Linked DNA regions of Mus musculus: all the other regions are linked to region 1. Evidence: chromatin contacts called from public HiChIP or PLAC-seq and promoter capture Hi-C data. All regions are on one chromosome and are shown on one strand. Each heading gives the region's core, a stretch centred on a gene start, on an enhancer-like site or on the middle of the called end of the contact. The rest is flanking DNA. Distances are from core to core; before and after follow the strand shown. Region 1 holds the start of Nars2 (asparaginyl-tRNA synthetase 2 (mitochondrial)(putative)). Region 2 overlaps Gab2 (growth factor receptor bound protein 2-associated protein 2). Region 3 overlaps Gab2 (growth factor receptor bound protein 2-associated protein 2). Region 4 overlaps Gab2 (growth factor receptor bound protein 2-associated protein 2).

What was found. Promoter capture Hi-C pulls out the DNA fragments that hold promoters and counts their contacts. HiChIP or PLAC-seq counts read pairs in DNA pulled down with a chosen protein or histone mark.
Region 2: a contact with region 1 is called in a promoter capture Hi-C map of the HPC-7 cell line, with 4 times the contacts expected there. The contact joins the enhancer-like site here to the promoter of Nars2 in region 1. A contact is called at or near these places in 21 of 39 promoter capture datasets (the 3T3-L1 cell line, 3T3-L1-derived adipocytes, the C10 cell line and 15 more), 2 of 484 Hi-C or Micro-C datasets (bone marrow-derived macrophages and large pre-B cells), 3 of 115 datasets of contacts at active chromatin or transcription factors (bone marrow-derived macrophages, extraembryonic endoderm stem cells and large pre-B cells) and 2 of 9 other capture datasets (adipose tissue and pancreatic islet).
Region 3: an H3K4me3 HiChIP or PLAC-seq map of bone marrow-derived macrophages shows a contact between it and region 1, with 7 times the contacts expected there. The contact joins the enhancer-like site here to the promoter of Nars2 in region 1. A contact is called at or near these places in 11 of 39 promoter capture datasets (the 3T3-L1 cell line, 3T3-L1-derived adipocytes, the C10 cell line and 6 more), 1 of 484 Hi-C or Micro-C datasets (bone marrow-derived macrophages), 4 of 115 datasets of contacts at active chromatin or transcription factors (acute myeloid leukemia, bone marrow-derived macrophages and microglia) and 3 of 9 other capture datasets (adipose tissue, liver and macrophages).
Region 4: a contact with region 1 is called in a promoter capture Hi-C map of hematopoietic stem and progenitor cells. The contact joins the enhancer-like site here to the promoter of Nars2 in region 1. A contact is called at or near these places in 9 of 39 promoter capture datasets (the 3T3-L1 cell line, 3T3-L1-derived adipocytes, the C10 cell line and 7 more), 3 of 484 Hi-C or Micro-C datasets (bone marrow-derived macrophages, cortical neurons and macrophages), 2 of 115 datasets of contacts at active chromatin or transcription factors (both in bone marrow-derived macrophages) and 2 of 9 other capture datasets (adipose tissue and macrophages).

Annotation. Positions count from the first base shown.
Region 1 is chr7:96,949,791-96,952,940 of GRCm38.p6, reverse strand. Nars2 (asparaginyl-tRNA synthetase 2 (mitochondrial)(putative)) reads right to left here and starts at 1,414. Exons shown (of 14, transcript NM_153591.4): 1 at 997-1,414. The coding sequence starts at 1,137.
Region 2 is chr7:97,268,635-97,271,784 of GRCm38.p6, reverse strand. All of the region lies in intron 2 of Gab2 (growth factor receptor bound protein 2-associated protein 2), which reads right to left. Among named protein-coding and RNA genes, the nearest start is that of Usp35, 62 kb to the left of the region's middle. Within about 2 kb of position 1,589, at least 50 of the 459 cell types and tissues checked have an H3K27ac peak or open chromatin away from gene starts, as enhancers often do. A contact at or near this core is called in the HPC-7 cell line, adipose tissue, bone marrow-derived macrophages and 2 more, where this site is marked.
Region 3 is chr7:97,250,177-97,253,326 of GRCm38.p6, reverse strand. All of the region lies in intron 2 of Gab2 (growth factor receptor bound protein 2-associated protein 2), which reads right to left. Among named protein-coding and RNA genes, the nearest start is that of Usp35, 80 kb to the left of the region's middle. Within about 2 kb of position 1,531, at least 37 of the 459 cell types and tissues checked have an H3K27ac peak or open chromatin away from gene starts, as enhancers often do. A contact at or near this core is called in bone marrow-derived macrophages and microglia, where this site is marked.
Region 4 is chr7:97,209,888-97,213,037 of GRCm38.p6, reverse strand. All of the region lies in intron 1 of Gab2 (growth factor receptor bound protein 2-associated protein 2), which reads right to left. Among named protein-coding and RNA genes, the nearest start is that of Usp35, 120 kb to the left of the region's middle. Within about 2 kb of position 1,732, at least 105 of the 459 cell types and tissues checked have an H3K27ac peak or open chromatin away from gene starts, as enhancers often do. A contact at or near this core is called in the HPC-7 cell line, adipose tissue, bone marrow-derived macrophages and 2 more, where this site is marked.

The sequences.
Region 1 (3,150 bases), core at 165-2,664:
TTGATAACTTTTGATTGGGATCATGGAACAAGTAATAAACCCAAAGAAATGCAAGGAAGAACAGCTTGGTCATAGTGCCAGATATCAGGAATATGGGTAAGACCTATTAGTTTATTTCAGTAATTCAAGAGGAAACAGCCAAGCACCAGTCTTACTCTTTCTGTGCTTTTAGGAATTTATTCAAAGCTGTCACAAATAACAGCATCTAACACTGACTGAGAGGCCTCTGTTCTAAATAGCCTGTCTTCATTAACCCGTTTAATTTTCAGAACTCTCCAAAATATAGACTATTATCTCCATTTTCATAAGAGAAACTGGGGCCTGAGGCACTGTCGTGACATGCCTATAAGTAACAAGCTACATAGTAGGGCAAGCGAATTAAGCCAAGGCAACTGCAGCCCTTAGCTTGTCAAACTACAACATTCTGCTCTTTCTCCTAGTTTAAATACATGGAAATCTCAGGAGCCTGAGTGACTGAAATTGAAAAGGTATGGATTCTCCTGTGTCCAACTTGTGTACAATGAGCCGCAGTGAGCAACTGAGGATAGCTATGAATGCAGCCCAACACGGACTCGTAAACTTTGAGACTTTTTAACTGGAGGGTAGAGGCGGTAACTCAAGTATGAACTTGGTAGGTGGAGACCTCATGTTGCAATGTCAAAAGGCTGGACACACCTGGAACCACTATTTCCTGCCAGCCAGGTGAACAGGAAAAAAGGAAAGACAGAATTTCTGTTCTCAAGGAACTAGGGCAAAGCATCCCAAGTTATTACTATAAAACTAAATAAATAAATAAATAAATAAGGGAGTGTTCATTTCAACTTTTCCGCATGATTAAAGTGTTTACAAGAAACCCCTAGGTGTCATGAAAACTCAGCTGCTGCACTTGTGATCGTCAGAACGATTTGCAAAAATAACAGTGCGGTCCCAGAAGTGTAGACTCTGGAGACAGCTCAAGTCAAGCAAGCTCAGGCAGCAGTCTTTCCACACACCCACCTGCACCGTTACGCACTCCCCTCTCGCGTCCTGGACCCTGAGGGCGTCCCGCACGCGCATTTTGGCAGACGCGCGGGGCCTGGGGCAGGAAACGGAGGAACAGAGGCGCAGCGCGCCGAGCAGGCGCCGGGCCCCGAGCATGGCGAGACCGGACAGGGTTCCACGGGATGCCGGGCTACGTCCCGGCTCACAGTCCCCGAGAGCAGCCTTTTTCAGCCGCGCAGTCCTGCCGTCATGCGCTCCTGTCGCTCTTCCCTCCGCGCCCCGAGCAGTTCCCACGGGACCCCACCTCCGCGTCCCGCTCCCGAAAGCACAGAAGGTTCGACTACACGGAACACAGCGGTCAGTGTCACACCGTACATGGGACCGGAGTGCAGACCCAGACTTAAAGCACGTTGCAACTGAGCTACGTCACCCCGTGCTCGCTCTTCCGTCATCACGCTGGGTGGAGTCTGAGCATGCGTGATTGTGTCCGGGAGCTCGTGAGGCGCCGCACCGGTAGGGGCGGTGCAGGAGCTGAGGTGGGCGGGGCTAAGGCGCAAGGGCTGTCTCAGGTTTCTCAGAAATAGCTACTGTTGGGTCATCTCTAGGGAGACTGAGGAATACTTGTGGGCAGTATTGACAGATGCAGAAGGCAAGTGTCTGTGCAGAGTCTTAGGGGTGGAGAGGAGTTCTGAGCTCTGGGAAGTCAGTCTCCAGACGTAGTACCTGCTGAAGTCACTGTTGGGTGGTAGCCAAACAATTCGTTGCTTAAAAAGGAGCTTTGCCTGCCAGAATGGGCAAATCTTTTCTCTTACTTGCATTTGTTTGAAAAGAAAAAAATGGCCTTTGCATATATTCAGCTACATTTTAAGTTTACACAAAAATATTTTTTCGTAACTCAGTGAGACACATGATAATGCTTTTATCTAGTTAAACAAGAAAAGGTCAAAATAAGGACTAATTAAGTTGCCACGATGAGACACCATACATAGTCCTGTTCATCAAGGAGCTTATGATGAAAAGATGTTGGTTGGGGAACAGAGACAGAGAGGGAGAGATAGAGACACAGAGACAGACAAAGAGACAGTGAGACAGAAACCGAGAGAAACCATCACATTATACCCAGCAAGAGCACACATAGATATGTGTGTGGTAAGTGGAGTGGCGACCCAGAGAAAGAGATAATTAGGCTGAGTTTGAGGAAGGTTAGAATTTTTCCAGATGAGAATGTCAGAAATTTTCCTGTAAGAGGAGGACAGGAAAATCTGCTGGGAAGGAAAATGGCCTGAAAGAATTGTAAAACTCTTCTCTGGACAGACTTGAAAATATCTCCAATAAAAATACTTTGGGGCACTTCTGGAACCTTGAGAAAGGAAAAATCAAAAACTTGTAGCCTTCCAAATATGTAGAGATAGCTTATATCTTAAAGTATAAAAGTATATTCGATACCCCCCCCAAAAAAAAAAGTGAAACCAGCAACCAGCAAGCTCAATTTCTCTTCAGGTTAATTCTTCTGTCTCATCTTTCTTCCTCCTCTTTGCTCTGCTAAGTCTCAGGGAGACTATCTTCCTCTACTTAAGGCAAAGGGTTAATTAGGAAACTAAGCAGAGAACCATTGTTCAGTAACTCAAGGGAAAGGGACCCCAGTGGGTAAAATGGGAAATTAGCAGTGGGTAATCTAAAGTGTGTAGTGAAAGCTGATCACTGCCTGCAAGCTTTGTGCTCAGACCCAACTGCTCCCGTTTATCCTTTACTGTGTTAAATTCTATCTTCTGATTTGCTTTCAGTGTTTGGATCCACACGTCTGCCTTTAGATTCATCGCCTTCCCGATAGCAGCAGGAATGACATTTCTAACGTGAATGTTGTACCGTGCCAGCCATAATGATAGGTAGAGTGTCACAGAGTGGCTGTTCCCTGCCAAGAACTCCTCACGTCTTAACTCCATCATCACAGTCACTCTTGCTTAGAAGAAACTGAAGTTTAGAGTTTTTGCCGTATACCCCAAGTTACTTACAGTCTTGTTTCATCCATGTTCTTACTCATTTTGTTACCCTAGTGATTAAACACCCATGAATTGTTCCTCTTACAACATAAAGACTTGGCTACCAGACTTTCTCTGATTCACAAAGTTTCCTGAAGTGACTTGGAGTGAGAATCAGAAATGAAATGTC
Region 2 (3,150 bases), core at 340-2,839, 320 kb before region 1:
GGCTTTGTGAGTGAAATAAAGTAGGGAAAGTGTCCTTGTCTTAAAGACAGTTGTCAGAGAGAGAAAAAAAGTATTTGGATAAGAGACAGTAATATGGCTGCCACATTCTTTCCCTCAGACACTCATTACCTCTGTCTTCCCAGGGAGGCAGGTTGGGCATTGTGGCCATCTTGGCTGAATGGGAGATGAGTTACACCTCTGAAAAGCTTAGGAGAAGTCTGAAGGCCAGGTTATCATAACCTAGACCTGATCTGCTCTACCCAGGGGGTTTGCCTATCCAATCCCAGAGTGACCCTTAGAGTGACAAGACTAGACTCTGGATGGGTGAGCACCATGCTTCCTTCCTGTAGGTGGCTCCTGTTGGGAGCAGATGAAGATTGGAGTGAATGTATACTGTTGACATGCCCATGGCCTTGTCAAGAACCTCAGTGACTCTGACTCATGAGCCTTCCTTGAGTGAGGCTCAGAGGCATGGCAAGACCTTCCTCTGGTCTAGGTAACAGTGTTTAAGAATACGTGAGCACTGTGTATATACAAAAACTAGAAACCTCAACTTCCCCTTCCTGAATGTCTGCAAACTAAGTCTTTTTCCCTACAGAGCCCTCCTACTCAGACTAGGTAAGGTCTTCTCCTGTGTTATACATAACAAACAGAGCTGGGTTTCTGGTTTGCAGGTGTTCAACAGAAAGCACAGTCCAAGATTCTAGCTTTTCTATATGTCTGTATGTTGTTTCTTGGTGGCCTGGAATTCATATGTAGACAAGTTAGTCTAACTCAGAGATCTGCCTGCCTCTGCCTCCTGAACTTTAATCCTGGGATTACAGTTGTACACCATCATGCTTGGCTGGCTGTCCTTTCTTTGTTCTCTTGTCACCACAGTCAAGGTTTCCAGGACTAAGAAGCCATTTAGGGTATGGCAGGTTCCTGCAGTTATTACCTCCCTCAAAGCTTCTGGCTCCACTAAATGAGACACTGCTTACTAAAGACTCACTGATTAAGGTCCAAAACTATGCCTTTGTGCAATAATGATAAAAACACAAACAAAAGCAGAGCTGTCCCTTCAGACTAGACCCTTGGTCATCCTGGTACTCTTCCATATCTTCTAGGGCAGCTTTGTTCTCTTTCCACTGGCCTTTCTTTTTTTCTTCTTATCTCAAACTCTCCTCTGTTGTATTAGAAAGGAAGTGAGGTATTTAAGGACAGATAAAGGTTTAGAGTACTACACCCCAGCCCAAAGCATTATTCATTTGGCTGGCTCTCTAAGCTTAGTCCACATTTCCTTAGTCTGACCTACTTCCTGCTTTCTCTCCACACATAAGCAAAGCAGATGGAAGCATCATCAGCCCCTGAGCATAGCTGCCTATTTGGGGGTTGGGAGTAATTCTTTGATTCTTTCTCCTTATGCTGTTCCTACAAACTGGATTCCTTCTCTACTTCTAGCAAGCTCATATGAAGATTTCAAGATCCTATGCAGATATTACATTCCCACAAATACCTTTCTGAATGCTTTTTTTTCTTTCTTGGAGCTGACAGGTTTCAGCTTATGCTTTGTTTATACCTATGGTCATTCTGCTTCCTTGCACTTGGTTTCTGAGAACCGTGTCAGTGAGATTATTACTACACAGTCCTAGCATGTACCTAATATAGTCCCACATAGGGGGTTCTTAGTCCATGATTACATAAATAAAACATTTGACATTTTAAAATTCCAACCATGAAACTTATATTCTCAAGAAATAAAGGTATAAAGATATAAGTTCAGATAATATGCTAGGTAGGGAGGAATATTTTGGGAGATGATGGCTTTCTAGAGTCATTCAAATCCTATCAGAAGAGATAAGGTTCTTTAGCTACTGTTTTCTGACCTATTTCAGGCTGTACTATCCACATGGCCCGAGGCAGGATTACCAGCTTATTCATGATGTACAGTACTAATTACACTCTAGTCACTCCTAGCACTGGAAAGGACAGAAGAGAGAAAGTCAATGAGTCTCTAGGGAGAAACTGTTCCATGATAGCTGTATTGATCTTCAAAATGAATTCCTATAACAGGTCTCATAGTGACCTGGATGTTTGTTAACAGAATCAATGCACTTATTATTCCATTAGATTTGCAAAATGAACTCTCCAGTGGTGGATGAAAGAGGGTTTATACTAAGGACGGAGTAGTCATGGCACCAGGGGAGGAACATAAGCTCTGTCTGAGAAGACACAGGGGAGGTGTAAAAAGAAACCCTTTGATGAGGTTCTATACTCTCAGTTGACTTTCTGGCTCCTTCTTGCTTTGCCTATCTCTTAATTCCTCAGACTCTAGTTTTAGACTTTCCTATAACTTCCCTCTGGCCATAAAGCCTTTCTCTGGAGGCATATTGCCTATTATTAAGCTTAAGCTTTAAATGCCACTCAAATGATGATAACTCTAAAACTTCAATCTCTAGCTCAGTCCTTCCAGAGCTTTCTACTGTACATCACCCCTTACCTGCTGGCCTCTTCCTTTATATCCCATCAGCTAGTTAAGCTCAGAATCTAAGCCAGCTCCTTTGTCCAACACTTTCTGTCTCAGGGAAGCGCATCAATACCTTTCCCATCAGTTGTCAAAGGCAGAAACCTAGTCACTCTCTGATTTCCCTGGCTTCTCAACATTCATGCCAGTCTGCCATTGTACACTTAACAATGGCTTCCTGTTCTCCTTCAGATGTCTTACAGAGCTCTGTCTCTTTTGAAAACTATCTTCTTGTTCACTTTTTCCACAGTATTTCTTACCAATTCTCTTTGCACTTCAGAGGGTTTTCAGAATTATACCAGTCTCTTGTATTATTATTATAAGATAATAAAGCACTATTTCTTCAGTTACAGTTACTGATTTCTTATTGCCTTCAAAATAAAGGTTCCTGGTTTGACAATGAGCCTTTTCTTTTTTTTTTCTTTTTCTTTTTTTGGTTTGGTTTTTCGAGACAGGGTTTCTCTGTATAGCCTTGACTGTCCTGGAACTCACTTTGTAGACCAGGCTGGCCTTGAACTCAGAAATCCGCCTGCCTCTGCCTCCCGAGTGCTGGGATTAAAGGTGTGCGACACCACCCGCCCGGCTTGAGCCTTTTCTTTTTAATCTTAACCTTTTATCATAACCTTTGTCTTATCATTCAGTGCTCC
Region 3 (3,150 bases), core at 282-2,781, 300 kb before region 1:
TCTACAGTACTATGCATGAAGTTGGATTTGTAAGGGCTGGGGGTGTATTCCCAGAGATAGAGTATCTGCCTAGCGTATAACAGCATCACAGCTTTGCTATTCAGAACCATAAGAAATCAATCAGCCTTCTACACTAATGAATACATGTTTGTATACATGCAGTGCCTTTTGTTTTTGGGACAGAGTTCTCCTATGTATCTCAGGCTGGCCTAAAACTGGGATCTCCCTGTGGCACCACATCTAGTTTATATATGAATATCTTAAAATGTAAGATGCTGTCACCATCAAGCATTCCTAATTGTTGACTAAGTGAGTTTTCATTCTACCTTTGCTAGCCAGCAGTACAACCTTCAACAGAACTGCTCCTCTGCCTTGACCTCTGGATGTGCTGTTATTTGAAGAGTTCAGAACTAAGTACTCTCTAAGGACCTTTCAAGATCTCCTATTCCAGAAGTCTTCTAGTCTATTCTATTTATTCCCTTTATCTTGGCTGGTTGTTCTGGATAATGAGATTTACAACCATGGAGAATTGTGGTCATTGTAGGCATTCAGAAAAGCGGGGAGGAGATGGTACACATATTAAATAAAAAAAGTTTTTTTTTTTTTTTTTTACTTTTCTCAATTAAATTTTTGTAGCAATGTTTCAATATGTAGAATTTCAGTTATTTTGGTCTAACTCCTATGAATAAAGTTAGAATTTCTTTTAAAAAGAATACATGTGAATAGTTTGTCTGTATTTTTGTATATGGACCAAATGCATGCCTAGTGCCTGTAGAGGTCCAAAGAGGGAGTCAGATCCCCTGGGACTGAATTTACAGAATTTTGACCTATTATGTGGGTACTGGGAATTGAACCCAGGTCCTCTGGATGAACAGCCAATGTTCTTGACTGCTGAACCATCTCTCCAGTCCTAAAGTTAGAATTTTTTGATGCTCCTTTCCTATTCCAACAATAGATTTCTCAAAACAACATTTGGAAATGAGTTAGAATTTTAAAACAAAATAGATTATACGACAACTTTCAAAGTTATAGTCAAACACTACAACTAAATAACTTAAGTAAACTGTAGCAGAATATCTATTTCAATTAGTGGCCAGATGGGGCTTGATATTGAAGCTAAATTCAGATATGTAATTAAAAACAATTAAATTTCACATTTGATATTAACCTAATTAAAAGAAACAGCAACTGTCAGACATAATTTGGCACAGAGTCAGACATTGTTCAATTAATAGTATGTAATCTTGCTAACAAGGAGGCAGAGCAACCACGAAGAGTCCAAGCGAAGTGTGGACTACAATCCCAGCACTTGAAAGTCAGAGGCAGACCAGCCTCAGGTATATGTCTCAAACCCAAACAAAGATAAGGGTTACAAAGGAAGTTTGGCTGAGACAACAAAAAAGCCTCCATGGTATAGGCTGACTGAGTAAACAGAACAGAAACTGAGGCATCGCTTAAAACTGTGGCTGCAGAGTCCAAGAGGAAGAGGAAACGTGTCCAGGGGAAGCAGAAGCAGAAGCAGAAGCAGAAGCAGATTTTCTTCAGAAATTCAGGTGGACAGACCACTGGAAACCCAGACACCTCCCAGTGGGCAGTGAGGCCTTGGGCAATGACTTAATGTCTGGAAAGACTCTGATCTATGAGAAGAACCAAATTAAAAACTGGACAGGTCCATTTGAGGTGAGATTGAAGACTGCAAAAAGGTTAACAGGGCAAAGAAAATGAGGCCAAAATCCCAGGGTTGATCCTAACTAGAACAGAGGAACAGGGCCAGAACTTACCAAAGGGGTGAAGGATCCCCCATAGCATAGATATCATGCTAGAGTGATATGTGCATATGCTGAATTTGATGGTGGAGTTCAGAGGTCTGGGGCATGTTTGTAGAAGCAGAAATGGAGACCAGAGGGGCTTGACACATAGCAGTACCTCCAAATCATGAATTCCAAATGCTCCTATTCTAGTCTTGTATTAAATCATAGCCTCTGGTTTTCATCTGTGTACTTTTAGAAATGGTCATTTAAAAATGAGGCTGCCCCCGGGCATGGTGGTTCATGCTTTTAATCCCAGCACTTGGGAGGCAGAGGCAGGCGGATTTCTGAGTTCGAGGCCAGCCTGCTCTACAAAGTGAGTTCCAGGACAGCCAGAGTTATACAGAGAAACCCTGTCTCAAAAAAACCAAAACCAAAACCAAAACCAAAACCAAAACCAAAAAAAACCCAAAAAAAAACAAAAATGAGACTGCCATTTTTAATGGTGTTAACTGAGAAAAGTATCATTTAGTAGGATTGTCATTTTACATATACAGAGAGGTTCTAGTGAATAAAATTAATTTCTAAAATTGGGTCACACTTAGTTTTATAAAACCAACTATATTTTCCTCATTTTTAAAATTTTGTTGTTAACTGATTAAATTTTTCTTAATTTAATACTGGCCTAGAGGTCCATGTTTTGCGGTATCTACCACAGCCAGTATTTTCACACTGTGTTCAAGCCTCTACAGAAAAGCATGGGAGAAAAACATTTAGGTCTTGTTCAACTTGTAATCTTCTTCTTCCCTTTCAGGTATTAAGATTTAAGATTGCATTTATGTTCATAGCAGCCTTAATTGTGATACCAGAAGCTGGAAACAACCTAGATGTCTCATGACAGAAGAATGGATACAGAAAATGTGGTTCATTTACACAATGGAATACTACTCAGCTATTAAGAATGAGGACATCCTGAGTTTTGCAGGCAAATGGATGGAACTAGAAAATATCCTGAGCGAGGTAACTCAGACCCAAAAGGACATGCATGGTATGCACTCACTAAGAAGTGGATAAGTACAGAATACCCGAAACTCAGTCCACAGAACTCAAAAAGGTCAACAAGTTGAAGTGTCCAAGTGAGGATACCTCAGTCCCACTTGGGAGGGAGAAGAAAGCAATCACAAGTGGGGAGGGAGGAAGGGACCTGGGAGGGAAAGTGAATGGGTAGGGGGAGTCTGAGGGAGAGGGAAACCTGATCTGGTATTGGGTGAGGTAAAAGGACTGAAGCCCTGAGGAAAAGCAGAAAGAATGGGAACAGGCAACCTTGGAAAACAGGACCCTCCAGAATGCACCAGAGACCTGGGAGGTAAGAGACTCTCAGAACTCAAAGGGAGGGACCTTA
Region 4 (3,150 bases), core at 483-2,982, 260 kb before region 1:
ACCATGTAGGTCCTGGAGATGAAATTTGGGTTGTCAGGTTTGTCAACAAACATCTTTACCCACTGAAATATCTTGCTGGTCCCCACTAATTTTTGATAAAGGTACAAAAGAAATTAAATGGAAGACAGACAGACTTTTCAACAAATGATACTAGGGAAAAAAGGCTCAGGAAAGGAGTAGTGGCACGTGCCTATAATACCAACTACTCAGGCCCATACAGAGACTCCCTCTGAAAATCAAATAGGCTAACAAGACAGTGACAAAAGATGAACAATAGATTTGAAGGTAAAATGTCCAAGCTATAAAATAGTTAAAAGATAAATAAAGAACTAGATGGCTCAGCAGTTAAGAGTGCTGGCTGCTGCTCCAGTGTGTACATCAAGAGGCTCATCAGCTCCAGGGATGGACTTGACACTTTCTCCTGGCCCATTTGGGTACTTTTGTGCACATGTGCATTCACACATACATAGATTTACCCTTACAAATAAAAAAGGGTAAATAGGTGGAAATTTTTGTCTTATGAAAAATTAAGTTTTGGGGGTTGGGGATTTAGCTTAATGTAGAACGCTTGCCTAGCAGGTACAAGGCCCTGGGTTCAGTCCTCAGCTCTGAAAAAGAAATCAAGTTTTTAAAAAAGTATTCAGTGGAAACAACGATGAACCATGCTCTATGCTATGTGGTTTAAAGAAGAGAGGCATGATGGAAACATTCCTTTTAAACAACTTAAAATATTTATAAAGTTGCAGGAAGATAAGACATTAATATATAGCCCTAAACGATGAAGCAGAGCTTTAGATGTATCATAAAAAGAGCCACAGTTTCTTAGCATATCACTGAAACAGGAACAGAGAGGGAGAAACAAAGAGGAGAGAGGGAGAGAAAGGAGGAAAATGGGGAGAGAAAAAGGAGAGAGAAATGAGTAAAATGACTATTACAAGGAAAGCTATAAAGAAAGGAAAAAGGCTTTGCTTTAAAAAGGTCACATGGTATGAACCAGGCCTGGGCATTGGAAAAAAGACAAGAGAGGTTTGGAAATTTGGTAAGTTGGATGTGGAAAGGAGGAAAGGAAGAACTTAGGGGTCCTGTGAGGCCTTCAGAACCACCCTTAGAAGCTGTATCTTTATTGGTAATGGGAGTTGCTGCAAAGTGCATAGCAGTAGAGAAATGTTAACTAGTGCTCTGTGGCTATTTGTTAAAATGTTAACTAGTGCTCATCTAGCAATGAGGAAGGTGAACTAGCGAATAACAACAACAACAACAACAACAACAAAAACTATTTAGGAAGCTGTTGCTATAGCTTTCTATGGTCAGAGAAAATGGCAATCTAAAGGAGAATAATGTGGCAGCAGAATCATTAGTTTGTGTACCAGAGTGAGATCTTGCCTCAAAAACAAAACATCAAAGTCAAAACTCATCAAAATACATAAAATAAATAAATAGAATAGTAATAATCAAGTCAGAGAGGAAGAGACAGTACATCTTACTTACTTATAATGGGACATAAAGAAGTTCCTAACGTAAGAGTATACTGTCTAAAAAGTCAAAACAAAGTCAAATTTATGTCTAGAATCAAGTAGAGATTACCATTTGCTCTGATGAAACAGAAGTGACTGTTTTCCTTTTGTACCCAAATCTAGTTAGAAAACAAACCATTTCACAATTACCCAGACCACAGAGACACGAATGTGGGAACATATGACCTGGAAGTTGCATCACTCCTGCCGTTGAGCAGAGTACATCTCATGTGATCCTGTCTGTCCTTTAGGTTAGGTCTGTAAGTGCGCACAGAACAAGGTCATGACTTCCTTCTATTGCTCTTTGGCAACCAGAAAAATAAAATAAGCCTCCACTGAGACTTACGATGACTAAATCACATTATAAGTATTTTGTTGGTGGTGAAGAGCTTATAAAATTCTACCATATCAGTCTCCAGGGAGATTCCCTGGGGTCATGAATATGGGTTCTAAACATAAAGGCTGCTTTACATATGGGACAAGAACCTGGTTTGTTTTAGGTTAGTCTACATAATCAAGTTGAACTAGGCTAGTTCTTATAGGTAAATTGTCTTTTAAGGAAAAAGGAACTTTCTGAAGATCCTTTTAGCTTCAGCCCTGAAAACTGAAAGTACTTCTAAAATTCTAGACTCTTTTGTTCTGCCTTAAGTATTATACTAAATAAAACGATTCTTCTTGAATTACTAAGGATTTTCTTAGATGCTCTATGAAAATTAGAGAATCTTTAATACTAAAAATTCTGAAAAAGAGACAGCCTAGGGTACAATACTTATCATTAAAGTTTCCTGTAAAGGGCTGACAGTAAACATTTTAGGGCATATAGTCTTTCTTACAACTATCAAATCTATAGTAGCATGAACATTACAATTTATAAGCAAACATCTAGCTTGAATTCACCAAACTGTTCCCAAAGTGTGTGGTTCAGCTGTTTGCTAAATCAGGGATTAGGATAAGGTAGAAAGGCTATGAAGAAAAGGTAGAGGGTGCTGTAGGAGGATGAGTGTAACAAATGGGTGAGAGACCAAAGTCTCTTCCAACCTAGGGAGCCTCACATGGTGTTCACTAAGGCAACCTGATATCATGATATCTTATTTAACTAGATTACTTAGATTCTTAGAAGTGAGAGATGTGTTCTTCTAAATAGCCAAGCTAGGCAGTACCTTCTATTACTTTCTTCTTTGGCAGTTGAAAGTATTTCTAAAACTCCACAATCTTCTGTCATGGCTTAGGTACAACAGATAACAGAATTCTTCTCTGATGACTAAAATTTTCTCAGTGCCTCCAATCATCTTTCTCCAGATTCTGTGGCTAAAGCTGTAGAAGGGGCAAGGCATTTCTTGGAAAAGAGTTTTGCATAACTTCTAGAAATGGGTGTGTCCTTTTAACTTCCCTCTTTCTGATGAAGGTAAAACCAAAAACTGCCAATAAGCCAGGAGATTCCTGTCAAGGGAGGGTTATTAAAACCTGAGTCTACTACATTATCAATACTCCAACTCTATTAGGTAGAACACAAACAAGTACTTTATTTTTAAAACTCCCCTTGCTTTCTTTAAAAAAAAAAATCACCATTACCAACTCTAAATCTACTCTCATCCCCCAGACTCCCAAGTAACTACAGGTAGAAGATTTAATCTGA